Regions from separate parts of the Mus musculus genome. Here all the other regions are linked to region 1. The links are chromatin contacts, called in public HiCAR-type and HiChIP or PLAC-seq maps. All regions are on one chromosome and are shown on one strand. Each heading gives the region's core, a stretch centred on a gene start, on an enhancer-like site or on the middle of the called end of the contact. The rest is flanking DNA. Distances are from core to core; before and after follow the strand shown.

Region 1 (4,811 bases), core at 635-3,134:
TTTCACTCCAGTGTGCTGCGGAGGAGGGGACTCAAGGGAGGAACGTCAGGAGAAATCTTGTTATTGAAGATGAAATATTCCCTGAGCTTGTAACCTCTTCTCCTCCACCAGGGTTGCTTTTAGATTTTCACTATCATAGATGAGATTGGGGTGGGGATTTTCCTTCTTCTTCCCCCTCATCCTGTTCACCCTACTCCTCTTTTTCAGGTAGGTTGTTAATATGAAGCCTGGGATGACCTTAACTTTGAGATCCTCCTGCCTCAACCTTTGGAATCTTCGGATTACAGCTGTGCACCACACCCACCAACTTCTTTTTATTTGCTCTCTCTCTCTCTCTCTCTCTCTCTCTCTCTCTCTCTCTCTCTCTCTCTCTCTCTCTCCCCTCCTATCATTGATTCAGGTGCAGCAGCAAATATGAGGTCAGAGGTCAACTTACAGGAGTTTGTTCTCCTTTCACTATGCTGTGAGGATTCAACTCAGATATCAGGCTTGTGCAGTGAGTGACCTCTCTTTGAGTCTCATTTGGCCCAGGATGATCTTGGACTTGTGAATCTCTAGCTTCTTCCTCCTGGGATCATAGCACCATGCCTGCTTTAGTCAATACTTGGGATGGAACCCAAGGCTTTTTGCAGGCCAAGTGCTCTACCAACTTAACCACAGCCCTAAGCCCTCAATCATTTCTTCCTATTATCTCCAATGTGTTATTGCAATAAACGAGTAAGAACATTCTTCCATTTCCCCTGTTCCTGTTCTTAGGAAAAACAAACACTAGACTTGACAACAGAGGCTCATAGCTGACTGGCTTCATTGTAGTGCTTGATACACTTGGCTAAGTTGCTCTGGTAAAAGGCGGAAAAGTTTAACACCCCTGGCAGTGGGTGGAAGGTCCTGTTTCATGGCACAGTTGGAAATTATTAGACAGGACAGCTGGGAGGGCTACTGGAAGCACAGAACAAATTCAGGATGTTCGAGGCTCTGGGTTCCAACCCAAGCACATTGCCCCACCTCAATCAAACAGCAAACCAAACCTGGTGACATGGCTGTAACCAGAGCACTCACGCGGTGGAAAGCAGAAGCTGAAGGCCACTTTTAGTGTGTTTGAGGCCAGCCTGGCTTACATGTCCCCCAACCCCCCAAATAGGACTGGGGGTATGGCTCAGTGGGTAAAGCACTTGCCAACCTGAGTTCAGGTCCCTAGAAACCTCATAAAGGTAGAATGGACTCCACAAATTATCCTCTGACCTACACACAGAGAGACTACACACCTGCTCTCACACATTAAAAACGTGCAAGATAAAAACTTGCTGGGCATGGTAGCACACTCTTTAATCCCATCATTCGTGAGGTGGAAGCAGGTGGATCTCTGTGAGTTTGAGGCCAGTCTGGTCTTTAAAGCCAGTTCCAGGACAGCCAGGGTTGTTACACATAGAAACCCTGTCTTGAAAAAACAAAATAAATAAGTAACTCTTTCTTTGACTTAAAAGGGGAGGTGGGGCGCCATGTGATTTGCACAACTTTTAATCCTAGTGAAAGATTATCCATTAGACTGACTCCCAGATAAGCAGACCAAGAGGGAGATCGGCCAGAGCTAGGTAACAAAGATAGCAAGCTCCGAGGATGGTAGCTTCTTCCTCGCCCTGCTGAGCTGAGACAAAAGCCTGGAGGCTTAAAACAAATGCCTTACATGCTTTTGTCTCCTGCCAGCAGGACTCTGCTGCTGGTCTGGGTCAGGTGTCCGAGGTCTGCTCAGGACGGTCACACAACAGTTCTGAGCCAATCAGCTACTCTGTCTTTCTTCAAACTGACCAACCGTAAAGTAGGGAAGAAAACTCAGACTTTAAACCCCCAGCCTTCATTGTCAACCTCTCTGCTTTGCAGAGAGTCTTTCTCTCACCCCAGATAAATGCCTGTCCTCAACTGCCGATTCTCTCTGCTGCTGTCAGCAGACTGGAGATTTCTCCACTGCCACCTGTCGTGCTTGAGGTTTGTCCTGCCTTTTAGTTAGTGAATTGGCAGAGAAAACGAACCGGATAAAGAACCCTAGACTGTATTACTAGGACTTTGAAGGCAGAGGCGCGTAGAACTCTGTGTATTCAAGGCCAGCCTGGTTTATATAGGCCAGCAAGTTTCAGGACAGCCAGGTCTACAAAATGAGACCCTGCCTCAGAAAGAAAAAGAAAGAAAGAAAGGAAGAGAGAAGAGAGGGAGGGGGGAAAGGAAAGAAGGAAGGAAGGAAGGAAGGAAGGAAGGAAGGAAGGAAGAAGTTAAAGAACGCAGCTTTGTATATATATTATTTTAGTATATATTTGTTTATTTACTTTGTGTGTGTCTATATGTGCGTGTAGAGTTCAGAGGAGAACTTGCAGAAATCGGTTCTCCCCTCCCACCATACGGATCCCTGCAATCTACCTCAGAGCAAGCAGTCGTTGGGGTGGGGTGGAGGATTTTTTTAAAGCCCCCTGCAGCCTCCGTTGCTTTCCACACTTTTAATATCTTACTTCAGTATGCAAATTTTTTCCAATCCTCTGTTCTTGTGGCTTTTTTCTATGGCTCAAACAAGTGGTGGGTCCTGAGTGGTTGTGTTGGAGTGGGGTGACACTCTCCGCAGGTGTGAGCACTCAGAGAGGCAGATAGACTGGGAGGATCACATACTGTTTCTGCTTCGTGTTTGTTCATGTTTGTAAGTATTGATTTTGTATGATCAGCTTTATTTACCTGAGTGCAACGGGGTGTTATATTTGAAGAACCTGTGTGTGTGTGTGTGTGTGTGTGTGTGCGTGCATGTGTGTAGGTGTGTATGTGTGTAGGTGTGTGTATGTGCATGTGTGTAGATGTGTGTGTGTGAGAGTGTGTGTGTAGGTGTGTCTGTATGTGTGTCTGTGCATATGTGTAGGTGTGTATGTGGGCATGTGTGTCTGTGTGTGTACATGTGTGTTTGTGTGTCTGTGTCTGTGTAGGTTTGTTTGTGTGTGTGTCTGTGCATGTGTGTATGTGTGTGTGTGCATATGTGTATGTGTGTGTGTAGGTTTGTTTGTGTGTGTGTCTGTGCATGTGTGTATGTGTGTATGTGTGTCTGTGCATGTGTGTCTGTGTGTATGTGTGTGTGTGCATGTGTGTCTGTGTGTGTAGGTATGTCTGTGTGTATGTGTGGTGTGTCTGTGCATATGTGTAGGTGTGTGTGTGCATGTGTGTAGGTGTGTGTGTGTGTGTGTGTGTGTGTGTGTAGTATAGAGATCTATCTTGGGTATAGTTCTTCAGGAGCCATTCCCCTTGTTGTTACTGTTTTTTTTTTTTAGTTTTTATTTAATTATTTATTTTATGTGTATGTTCGTAGACCTCATTGTCTGCATGAGCACTACACACACACACACACACACACACACACACACACACACACATTGCCTGGGCAGACCAAAAGAGGGCATTGAATTCCCTGGAACTAGAGATACAGGTAGTTGTGAACTCCCTAATGTGTGTGCTGGGAACCAATCATGTATTCCCTGAAGAGCAGACGGTGAGTGTTTAACCACTACATCATCTCTCCAGGCCTTTTAAAGAATTTTTAACTATACTTATTTATTTATTTTATGAGAGGGTGGGCACACATGGTACATGCCATGTGTCTTAGGGTGCCATTGCTGTGAACAGACACCATGACCAAGGCAACTCTTAGAAGGAAAACATTTAATGGGGCCAGCTTACAGGTTCAGAGGTTCAGTCCATTATCATCATGGCAGGAAACATGGCAGTGTGCAGGCAGACGCGGTGCTGGAGCAGGAGCTGAGAGTTCTACATCTTGTTCTGCAGGCAACAAGGAAAAGACTGTGTCACACTGAGCACAGCTTGAGTGACTCCACAAAGCCTACCGACCCAGTGACACATTTCCTACAATAAGGCCACACCTCCTAACAGTGTCACTCCTTATGGGCCAGGCATTCAAACACATGTGTTTATAGAAGCCATATCTATCAAACGAAGTCTGCAGCCTGTGTTCAATGCCCACGTGTACTCTGTATCACACTTGTGCCCCTCCACATACTGGATAGAAACAACTTAGGGGAATATTATGGTTAATATTGTCATCTCTACAGGGTCTAAAATCACCTAAAAGGAAAAAAAAAAATCTCTGGGCACATCTGAAAGGGAGTTTTTAGACTGAGTTAACCAAAGTGTGAGTATCCAGCCTGAATGTAGATGATGCTATCCCATGGTGCATTTGCCTTTGATGCCAGCATTGGGGAGACAGAGGCAGGAGGATCCCTATGAATTCAGGGTCAGCCTGGTCTAAAGAGAGTGTTCTAGCACAGCCAGGGCTATATAAAGAGACCCTTTCCACATTATTTTAAAATTTTTATTTTAAGTTTTAAAGTTTTTTAAACCTTATTTCATTTGTATTATCTTATTTAAATAAGTATTTAAGTTTTTAAGATTTTTTTAAAAAAATGTAGTTGTGTGTCTCTGTGTGGGTATGTGCACTTGTGTGCGGTACCCAAGGAGGCTAGAAGGTATCTGGATCCTCTAGAGCTGTAGTTACAGAGGGTTGTGAGCCACCTGACCTGCATGCTAGAAACTGAACTTGTATCCTCTGCACAACGCTGGTTTTCTCTCCAGTCCCTCCGTTTGTTTTTTTTTTTTTAAATTTTAAAAATTATTTATTTATTTTATGTAAGTTACACTCTAGCTGTCTTCAGACACACCAGAAGAGGGCATTGGATCCCTTTAAAGATGGTTGTGAGCCACGATGTGTTTGCTGGGAATTGAACTCAGGATCTCTGGAAGAGCAGTCAGTGCTCTTAACTGCTGAGCCATCT
Region 2 (4,811 bases), core at 1,678-4,177, 780 kb after region 1:
CAGGATGTTCAGGCAGTGCCCATCCCTGCACCTTTGCTGATGACCTCCAGGTCTCTGCTCTACAGCCCTCTGCCATGGCAGGACTGCTGATTTCATGGACAATATTTCTGTTGTTCTTGCTGTTGAGAGGGGGATCTCACTATACAACTAAGACTTTTGATCTTGGCCTTTCCAGGGCTGGACTTGTAGCATTTCAGAGGGCTCCCCAGTCGGTATTGGGGTATATATTAGGCAAACACTCTACCACAGCCCTCGTTTTTACTTGATATTTTAAGGCAGATCCTTTTTTTTAAACAAATAAGTGTCTTGATTTTTTTTATTAAGCAGGAATGAACTTATTTATGACAGGAACACTTTTTTTTTTTTAAGAAAGATTTATTTCATTTATACAAGTACACTGTAGCTGTCTTCAGACACACCAGAAGAGGGCATCGGATTCCATTCCAGATGGTTGTGAGCCACCGTGTGGTTGCTGTGATTTGAACTCAGGACTTCTGGAAGAGCAGTCAGTGGTCTTAACCGCTGAGCCATCTCTCCAGGCCACTAAGTTGCTCTTAAACTCACTGAACTCACTGCAGTCCAGGCAGACCTTGAATTTGGATGTTTAAGCTATCCATGCTCGCTTGCTCTCTCTCTCTCTCTCTCTCTCTCTCTCTCTCTCTCTCTCTCTCTCTCTCTCTCTCTCTCTCTCTGTGTGTGTGTGTGTGTGTGTGTGTGTGTGTGTGTGTGATATTTATTTTCATCTGACTCTCCAAATGCTAGGATTACGGATCTGTGTCACCGGTTTTATGTGGAAGTAATGTTAGAACCTTAAGTTTCATACATCCTAGGCCACGTTCCCAGCCTAGCACTTTGTCTTTAATTCACATCCTTGGGACCTTTGAACATCCTGTCTCCTACTCGCAGTCCTGTCTACATCTTGAGCAGACAAGCTACTCGCTTAGACTTCCTCTCCTCTTCCCTATGAAGGGTGCTAGTGGGTCAAGCCCTGACCCCCAAGCTGGGGAAAATGGGCACACATTCCTAGTAACTCCCCCTGACACTTGGCTTCAGTAGGTTCTGGTTTGCCACGCTGCGTCTCCAAGCCTGTAGCCACGCTGAGCAGCGTCCTAACCCAGCCTCACCCACCCAGATCCAGAAGCCGAGGAACCTGAGAAGCTCATGGATCTGAAGGGTAGGGGTGAGGGCTTGCATCCCCTCTACAAGAAGACTCCATCTGCTGCAGTGGCTGGATTGCACGCCACACCCTCGGAGTAAGCCCCACCCAGAAAGCACCCCCTGGTTTCATAAGCTCTTCTGTTTATATCTTCCTCATTTGAAAACTGGCTGTAAAGTTCTACCCACCAAAACTACTCAAATCTACACCATCAAGATTCATCCTCAGGTGCCATTCCTCAAAACTCGCCCCCTGGTGCTATTCTCCAAACACAGACCAAAGCTTTATGACTTGCTCTGGTGTGTGGAACTCTAAGCTCTAATCATCCTGGGGGGCCTTAAGCTTCACTCACCTGCAGCCGGCCAGCACCCTCCACTGCCCCGCGGAGTGGGGTAGGGGGTGGGAGAGGGCAAAAGACCCCGACTAAGTAGAATTAAATACAACAGGAGGTTCGGAGTGTGAGGAATACCCAGAGAAAGGACGTGTCGCTAGCTGCGGATGCGAGTGATGAAAAGTTAAAAGCGGTTAGTTGTGAGTTCTTGTGGCAGGCCTCCCCGTTCCTCCTCCCCGCCCCGTCCAGCCCCGCCCCATCTTCCTAAACACTTTGCCCCTATCCCCCAGAGGGTCAAGTTAACCAAAGGAAAGAAGAAATGCTTTCAAAATGAATCTTGTTTTGCTTCCTGCAGACAACAGACGCTGTCACCTGGATCCTGGCTTCACATTCCAAACCAGAACATTACTTTCTTTCCAGTGTTGTGGTTACAAACAGTTTTGTTAGAATGGCTTTCATTCCGTATCACTCACTGCCCCACTGAAAGTGTACCTTTCCAGACCGGGAGCTGGCTGAAGGAGTTTGCTGCAAAACTTGATGACCTTACTTTGATTCCAAGCTCCACTGACTCTGCAAAGTTGCCCCCAGATCACCATGGTTCTCATGTCCCCAGCCTCCCAAATAAATACAATTTTAAAAGTGGGCCAGCAACTGGAATTTTATTCAGCAACTAAAAAATAACATTATGGTCCAGCACTTGGGAGGCAGAGGCAGAGGCAGTCGGATCTCTGTGAGTTCAAGACAAACCTGGTCTACAAAGTGAGTCCAGGACAGCCAGGGCTCTGTTACGCAAAGAAAGTCTGTCTCAAAAAAAACAAACAACAAAAACAAACAAACAAACAAACAGGAAAAGAAAAAGAAAGAAATTATGAAATTTCAGGAAAACGTGTTAAGGCCAGGACAGAGCAAGAGAGCAAGAAAAGGCAAGATGGCTCCGTGGCTCAGTGAGTAAAGGCACCTGCCACCAAATCAGATGACCTTTGTTTCATCCCCAAGACCCACAAGGTGGAAGGAAAGAATAGATTGTTGTCCTCTGACCCCACAGATACGCCATGATTTATGTGTGCCCTGTTCTCATGTACAAAATAATAATAAAAATTAGAAATAATAAAACTTTTAAACGCAGCTAACTATAAAAAGATCCGTGAGGAGATGGAATAAAAAGCTTGTAAGGGAGAGGGCTGCGGACAGTATTGGACCTCACATAATAAGGTATTGGGAGGGGATACTGATTGAGAGGCCTGGCTGCATAAAGTGCCTCAAGGTTCATGGGGCAGGTAACCTGCAGAGACAGATGTAAAATAGGACTTGGTCTATCTGAAGGAGAGAGAAGTCCCAAGTCTCACAGAGCTGGTAGAGAGGAGGAGCAGGAGGAGGGAGGGAGAGAAGAGAGGGGGCAGGTCACTGCAGGGTGGGGCTCTGACTATAAAGAATGAAGCCAGTTCACTGATCCCATAGGCAATACACGCTACAAGCAGGCACCAGCTCTCAGGACCAGAAAGGCATTGGTGAGTCTTTTTCTGACTACAGCAGAGGCTAGAGCAAGTCCTTTGCCATCTGCCTCTCTTTCAGAGAGTTCCAGGGGTGGCTTGAGATACTGATGTCTTTCCTTCCACTTTTATAGGTGGCCCCCTTAAACCTTCAGGTATCTGGAGAGGAGATCTAACCTTCACTATGAAACTGTGGCTTTTTGCCTGCCTGGTTGCCTGTTTTGTTGGGGCCTGGATGCCGGTTGTCCATGCCCAAGGTATTGTCCTTAGCTATACCTACCTTGCCCCGGTTTGGGCATATTGCTTTCTCTTCTCACTTGTCCTTCTCCACTTGTTGAAGTCTCCCTGTATTCTGTATCCTTTGAACTCTTCAGTGTCTCTTGGGAGGTTGGGCATAACAAGAATTCCTGGTACTACTGGAGGTAGATGGGTAGAGATGAAGTGTCCCCAGCTACTTACTCCCAGATCCCTCACTTTCATTCTGAAGTGCTTCCTTTGCAAGACTCAAGAGGTTTAGGGGCTGCAGGAACCTGAGGGTGGATTCCAATTGAGGAGAAATTCACTTAGCCAGAAATGCATTTTGATGCCCTTCTTCTGCCTAGTTAGGGGATGTGAAGTTAAGCTCAGAACCCTGAAGACTCTCCAGACTGCATTCCCTGCCTTTCCTCCCTGTGTAATCTAGGCAAGGGGCTAAGATTATTCTGTGTGGGACTCAGTGTCCCCATCTGCTAAGCAGGAATGAAAATTTAAGGATCCAATGAACTGCAAAATACTCTCAGCTGCAACAGGATTCCCAGCCCTGTGGTCAGGGAACCATCTTTGTCTTCTTTCTTGGCCTCCTGGAAAGCAGGTACTGGAGGATTCAGTTACCCAAGGCCAGTTCTCAGGGGCATGAAGCATCCCCCAAGAGTCCTGTCACTGGGTGCTTCATCTCAGAAAAAACTGTGAAGTCCCAGCAGGTGTCAAGGCAAAATCCCAGGCCAGGTTGAGGACCAGGATCCCTGCTTTTGCCTTGCCTGCTCTTCTACAGACAGGTCGTGCACCTTCAAGCTTCCACCGTACCCATAGAAAGCCAAGCTTGGCTTTTTTTTTTTTCCCATTCTGCTATCTGGGCCACTCCCAACCTCTGCCCTTTGATCCTGGGAGAAAAATGGCCCCCAGTGTTGGAAAACACCTGTCAGGGATCCCTGAAGTCCCATTTCTTATCTGACACCACTGCCCCTTGTCCTCAAGAGCCAAGGTGGAGCAATGGCAAGGAGGATGAACTCTGTCCCTGAACCTCTACTAGGCTCTACTTGTCCTCAGATCGAGGAACCCACTGTCTTGCCAACTTTCTTTATTCATTTGCTTCTCTCCTCAGAACTTTCTAGGATCATCTCCTCCTCCTTGGGCACCTCCTCCAGCTCCAGTGCACCTTCTTTCATGTAGATAACATTTTTGGCTTCCCTACCAGGTTGAGATACTCCTGAGCATTAGGTCTAATTCATGTCTGTGTTGTATGGCTCTTTGGTACCAAGAAGAAATCTTTAAGCTCTTGTTAGACTAACAGGGGAATCGGCAAAGAATGGCTAGGTCAGTTTAGCAGCCACTGAGATGAGTATAGAGAGGAAAAGGGATTTAAGTTAATTCAACATGGGGACAAGCTGACTCATACCTGGAGCTGAGATGGTCAGGAAAGTTGAATAACCTGTTTATATTTTTATCCAACTTACATTTATTTATTTATTGTGTGCGCGTGTGTGTGGATCAGTATGCACAGTGCCCATGTGGAGATAATTTGCAAAGTCTTTCCTTTCACTCTGTGGATCCATGGGGTCAAACTCAGGTTATCAGG
Region 3 (4,811 bases), core at 1,405-3,904, 600 kb after region 1:
CATCACTTGGGAGGCAGAGTCAGGCAGATCCCTGTGAGTTCAATCCCAGCCTGGTATATAGAACAAGCTTCAGGACAGCCTGGGCTACATAGTAAGACCCTGTCTCAAAAAAAAAAAAAAAAGATAGATAGATAGATAGATAGAAACATATAGATAAGAAATTTTTAATTTTTTTTTCAAAATAATTTCACTGTACTAAGAGGCCAAAAGAGGCATAAGAGGATATCCTAGAACTGGAGTTACAGGTAGTTGTCAGCCACCAGATGTGGGTGCTGGGAAGTGAACTCAGGTCCTCTGTAAGAGCAATTATCAATCTTAACTCCCGACTGAACTGTTCAGGTGCCTATCCTCCTCTTTTGAGCCATGCTTCCATGTAACCTAGGCTGGCCTCAGAGTCACTGTGGAGCTGAGAACGGCCTCGAACTTGTCTTCCTGCCTTCACCTCCCTGAGCTGGGGACTACAGGTGTTTACTACTATATCTTTTTTTACCAACGTGCTAGGATCAAACCTGGGGCTTCGTGCATGTTAGTTAGGTAGGCACTCTACCAACTGAGCTGCATCCTCCGCAGGAGGTTGATTTCAACTTGATGCTGTTAAATAGCACAGCACACAAACGGGCTGTAGAAGAACTTTTCTTTCCTTTTCTTTTCTTTTCTTCTCTTTTTTTTTTTTAGATGAGGGAAAGGAATACAGAAATGTGGATGGAATGAGGTTTTCAATCACCTGAGTATTTAGTAATAGTCTAGTTTTTCTTAACAGTTTCAAAATTTTAATGGGGCAATATAGATAAAAGAGGGAGAGTGTATGAGATCAACACTATAATACACATCCATGCACTCTGGAAACTAAGGTAGGAAAATTCTGAGTTTGACACCAGTCAAATGCGCTGCGAGTTGGAAGCCAGCTTGAGCTGTGGTGAGACCCTATCTCATAAATTTTAAGCCGGGCGTGGTGGCGCTTGCCTTTAATCCCAGCACTCAGGAGGCAGAGGCAGGCAGATTTCTGAGTTCCAGGACAGCCTGGTCTACAGAGTGAGTTCCAGGACAGCCAGGGCTATACAGAGAAACCCTGTCTCAAAAAACAAAACAAAACAAAACAAAAACAAAAACAAAATTAAAAATTTAAAAATCCATGTGACTGTCAACTGTTAGTATCAAATAGAAGCCCTGACTATACAAAAGGTTAAGATCTCAAACCTTAGAAATCCTGACAGTCCCTATTCTGAATAGACTCCTCTGTTTCCCCTCGTGTCCCCCCCCCCCCCCCCCGATCTTCAGCCATCATGCTGAACTTTTTTGTAGCCTTTTGTGAATCAGGCTGTACTCCACTACTCATCAGTCTCCTCCAGAGGGGAACCACTCCCCCTGCTGAACCTATGATCTCAGCTTTCCTTCTATGACACATCCTTCCTTGCCCCACCCTGTCCAAGGCCCATAACCCACACCCTGGAGTCATCCTCTTCTCAAGTCTTGTAGCTGTCAATGATGGGTCATACATGCTCTCTGCCCTCACTTACTTATTAAAAGAATCTAGGATCTGGCCAAGGTGGTGAGTGGAAGGTGAAAAGTGGGAGGATCTGGAGTTCAAAGTCACCCTCTGCTACACAGAAAATTTTGAGGTCATCCTAAGACTACAATAGACTCTGTCTCAAAAATTAAAATAAAAAAAAAATAAAAACAAAGTGGAAGGAGAAAGGGGAGGAGGAAAAAAACGAGGACAAGGGGGAGTCGGCAAAAGAACCAAGGTCCCATTCATTCATTCATTCTTCAAGCCTTTAAAGCAGCTCTCACGTGTGCGGCTCTGGACCCAAAGGAGACCTGACACCCCCTCCGCCGCTCTATACCCCATCCCCGCCCCGCCCCGCCCCGTCCCAGGAGAGATAATGGTTGGGGCAAATGAAGGATGCAATCGGCGTTTTGATGCCAGATTCACCCAGCAAGGGTAGGACCTGACCTAACCACCCGGCCACCACAGAGATGCTGGCTCTGAAGAGAGGCCTTCTGCATACGCCCGATCTAAAACCCAAGCCAGGAGCCCGGCCCTTGTCTGGTCCCGCCTATCCTTGCACCGAGACACGCCTCCTCATTAACTCCTCCATTTCATTCAGCCCATGGCCTTAAGTCCTACCGCCCAGGACGCCAACCTCATTCCCAGTCTCACGACTCCATTGGTCAAATACAAGAGCCCGCCTTCCATCAGTGTCGCTGACTGCTTAGAAGTCAGGATCTCTTTCACAGCACACCCCTCCCATCTCAACAGTTACCAGGGACGAGGTTTGAAGAGCAGATAGTAATGGACGGCTCAGAACCTCTCATGATTGGGTAGAATTCCAGCTCTGGGCGGGGCTTAGTGCTTTCAGCTAAGGGTTGCTCAAGGCCTCAGCTTTCCTTCCGAGGCACACCTCTCGCCCATCACTATTAGTAGTTTAGGTGTCGATCAATATTATTACTTATTTTGATAGGTAAAATTAGATGTCCATCACAGATTCTCTCATTTCAATTCGCTCCTCTCCTCAGAGAACCGTAGCCAGGGTCCGCCTCACGGGGTGGCTATGGATTGGTCAGGTCTTATGTCATTCTTCTACAGTGGGCGGAGCCAAAGGCCTAAGGGGGCGGTGAATTGGTTGACTGGGCTGGGGGGCGGGGGGCGGGGCAGCGGCTCCTGTCAGCGGGTGAAATGGCAGTGGCGGAGCCAGCGACGGCCGCGGTCCCCGGGGGTGGCTGATTGAAAGGGGCCGGGCCGCGGGGTTTGCGGGACCCTCGAGCAGACGTGACCGTGGGTCGGGGCATCGGACGACACAGCGCAGGGACAGCGAGGCTCGGCGCGGCGATGGAGGCGCTCTCGGCGCAGGTAGGGCGGCCCGAACCGGGCCTCTTCTCCTTGGGGGCGTCAGTGCTGCGGGGCCCCGCGGGGAAGCCAAACCAGGAGCGTGACCTGGGGTCGCCTCGCCTCCAGAATCCACGCTGGGAGCCTTGGCATTCCCAGTCCCGGACCCTGGAACTCCGGCCTCCGCCCACCCTCCTTCCCGATCCCCTCAGGATCCCTCCCAGGGCTCCTAAGACCCAGTGTCTCTTCGCGACGTCCCCCACAGGCTCAGGACCTCTGTACATCTTTCCCAAGACTCCTCTGTTAGAATCTGTCCAGGGCTTCCCCATCCCCCAGTCTGCAGACCTGCCCCCCCCCACACACACACACCATGAGCGTCTCCTTTCCAATCCACAACCACCACCACCACCACCCCGAGTCCCAGGACCCCTCCCATCTGCACATCTCTTGCCTTTACATCCCCCTAAACCTCCCACTTGGCTTCCTGTCTTCTGTGTCTGGCCTACACCCTCATCCTCTCCAAGGAGACCAAGATCAGAGCCCTATACTCTTTCTTTCTGACTCCACAGAAACCCATGCCTCACCTCTTAAACGGAAAGATTCCCAACTGAATCCAGAGACATCAGCTCAGCCTGCTCACTTGGCACCCCTCCTGCTCAAGGGCTCCAATAAAAACAAAAACAAAAAAAACATCACTTCTAGTCTTCTGAGAAGACTATACACTGTTGCTGATCTTGAGCCATCTAGATGGCATCTTCCTGAAGAAATGAACACTCAGGACTTCCCAAAAGACCAAAAGATAGTGCTGAATCCCATCCCCCATAGACACACCCTCCCCATCCATCTTTCTGATACAGAGTGGGGTCATTTAGATACCCCTAAATATACAGGAACCTAAGGGCCCAACCCAGACCCAGGCCCATGAGTGCTCTCCCCCCCCCATCTCTCTCTCTCTCTCTCTCTCTCTCTCTCACACACACACACACACACACACACACACACATGAGAACTTCTATACACCTTCTTGAGCCCAGTACCCTCAACAGACCTCCTAACTCAGACAAAAGACAGAAGATTGTGAGGTGGCAAGCTCTGTCCCCAGCACCTAGCCTGTCCCTTCCACCCCATTCTCTTTGAGTTGGGACTCCAGGGCGTGTCAGGGCCTAAGATCTACCTACCACAAATCTCTCCCCCCCCTCTCTCTTTCTTATCCTTTTTAATAGGAAGGACATTCTTTCCTACACCAGTGTCCCAAAAGGAACCAGTGCCCATCTCCAAATCAATGGCACCTCCCTATACATACCATGGGGAGTGAGATCTTCCAGCGGCTCCTGGCCCCAATCCTAAAGTCTGACCAGACTGGTAGGACCAGCATCCTTGAGCCTATGGCATCTGTTGGCCTCAGATGATATAGACAGTGCTGCCATCTAAGGTGCTCATCAAGGCCAGTTTCTGAGAGCCCTGTGAGTTCTTTTACCCACCACCAATGTTTGGTCAAAATAAAACAGCTTCCTCCTAGCATGTGGGATCTGCTCAGACTGGGTCAGACCTGCCAAAAGCAAGCACCTCTTTAAGGAATATTTTCAGAAGGGTTAAAATGTGAAGAAGACAGGGGGGGTGTGTGTGAAAGGATGAGTGCTCTGATTGACAACCCCCTCTGCTTGACACCCCCACTCCCATATACACCACTCCCAGCCAATCTGTCATTAAGCCAGACTCCCCACATCCCTCACTCTTCATGGTTGTATTGTATTGGTTCTCCCTACCAATTCTGCCCCACAGCTCCCATCCTAGGGTCCCACCTGTGGGTTCCCTCTGGATTCCTGCGGTTGACTGTGGTGGTTTGGAAGGGATCACAGGTAGCTTGGCCCCGGCACAAGACAGAGAGGAAAGAAGAGATTGCAGAACTGGCTGTAGTTGTAGAACTAGGGAGTGTAAAGGAGAATCCAGAACAAACCAGCTCCTAACAAGCATTTGGTTATGC

The links. HiCAR-type assays count read pairs that join an accessible place to other places. HiChIP or PLAC-seq counts read pairs in DNA pulled down with a chosen protein or histone mark.
Region 2: a contact with region 1 is called in an H3K27ac HiChIP or PLAC-seq map of embryonic stem cells, with 10 read pairs. The contact joins the promoter of Ccl25 here to the promoter of Rps23rg1 in region 1. A contact is called at or near these places in 1 of 39 promoter capture datasets (pre-B cells), 4 of 115 datasets of contacts at active chromatin or transcription factors (all in embryonic stem cells) and 1 of 9 other capture datasets (embryonic stem cells).
Region 3: a HiCAR-type map of embryonic stem cells shows a contact between it and region 1, with 3 times the contacts expected there. The contact joins the promoter of Evi5l here to the promoter of Rps23rg1 in region 1. A contact is called at or near these places in 3 of 39 promoter capture datasets (cranial neural crest, embryonic stem cells and frontonasal cranial neural crest) and 2 of 115 datasets of contacts at active chromatin or transcription factors (embryonic stem cells and stem cell-derived neural progenitor cells).

The regions. Positions count from the first base shown.
Region 1 is chr8:3,566,114-3,570,924 of GRCm38.p6, forward strand. Rps23rg1 (ribosomal protein S23, retrogene 1) reads left to right here and starts at 1,885. Exons shown (of 6, transcript NM_001024728.2): 1 at 1,885-1,983.
Region 2 is chr8:4,346,661-4,351,471 of GRCm38.p6, forward strand. It overlaps Ccl25 (chemokine (C-C motif) ligand 25), which reads left to right and starts at 2,928. Exons shown (of 6, transcript NM_009138.3): 1 at 2,928-2,995; 2 at 3,112-3,234. The coding sequence starts at 3,162.
Region 3 is chr8:4,163,913-4,168,723 of GRCm38.p6, forward strand. It overlaps Evi5l (ecotropic viral integration site 5 like), which reads left to right and starts at 2,655. Exons shown (of 20, transcript NM_001346730.2): 1 at 2,655-2,851. All of the region lies in intron 4 of 4932443L11Rik (a long non-coding RNA gene), which reads right to left.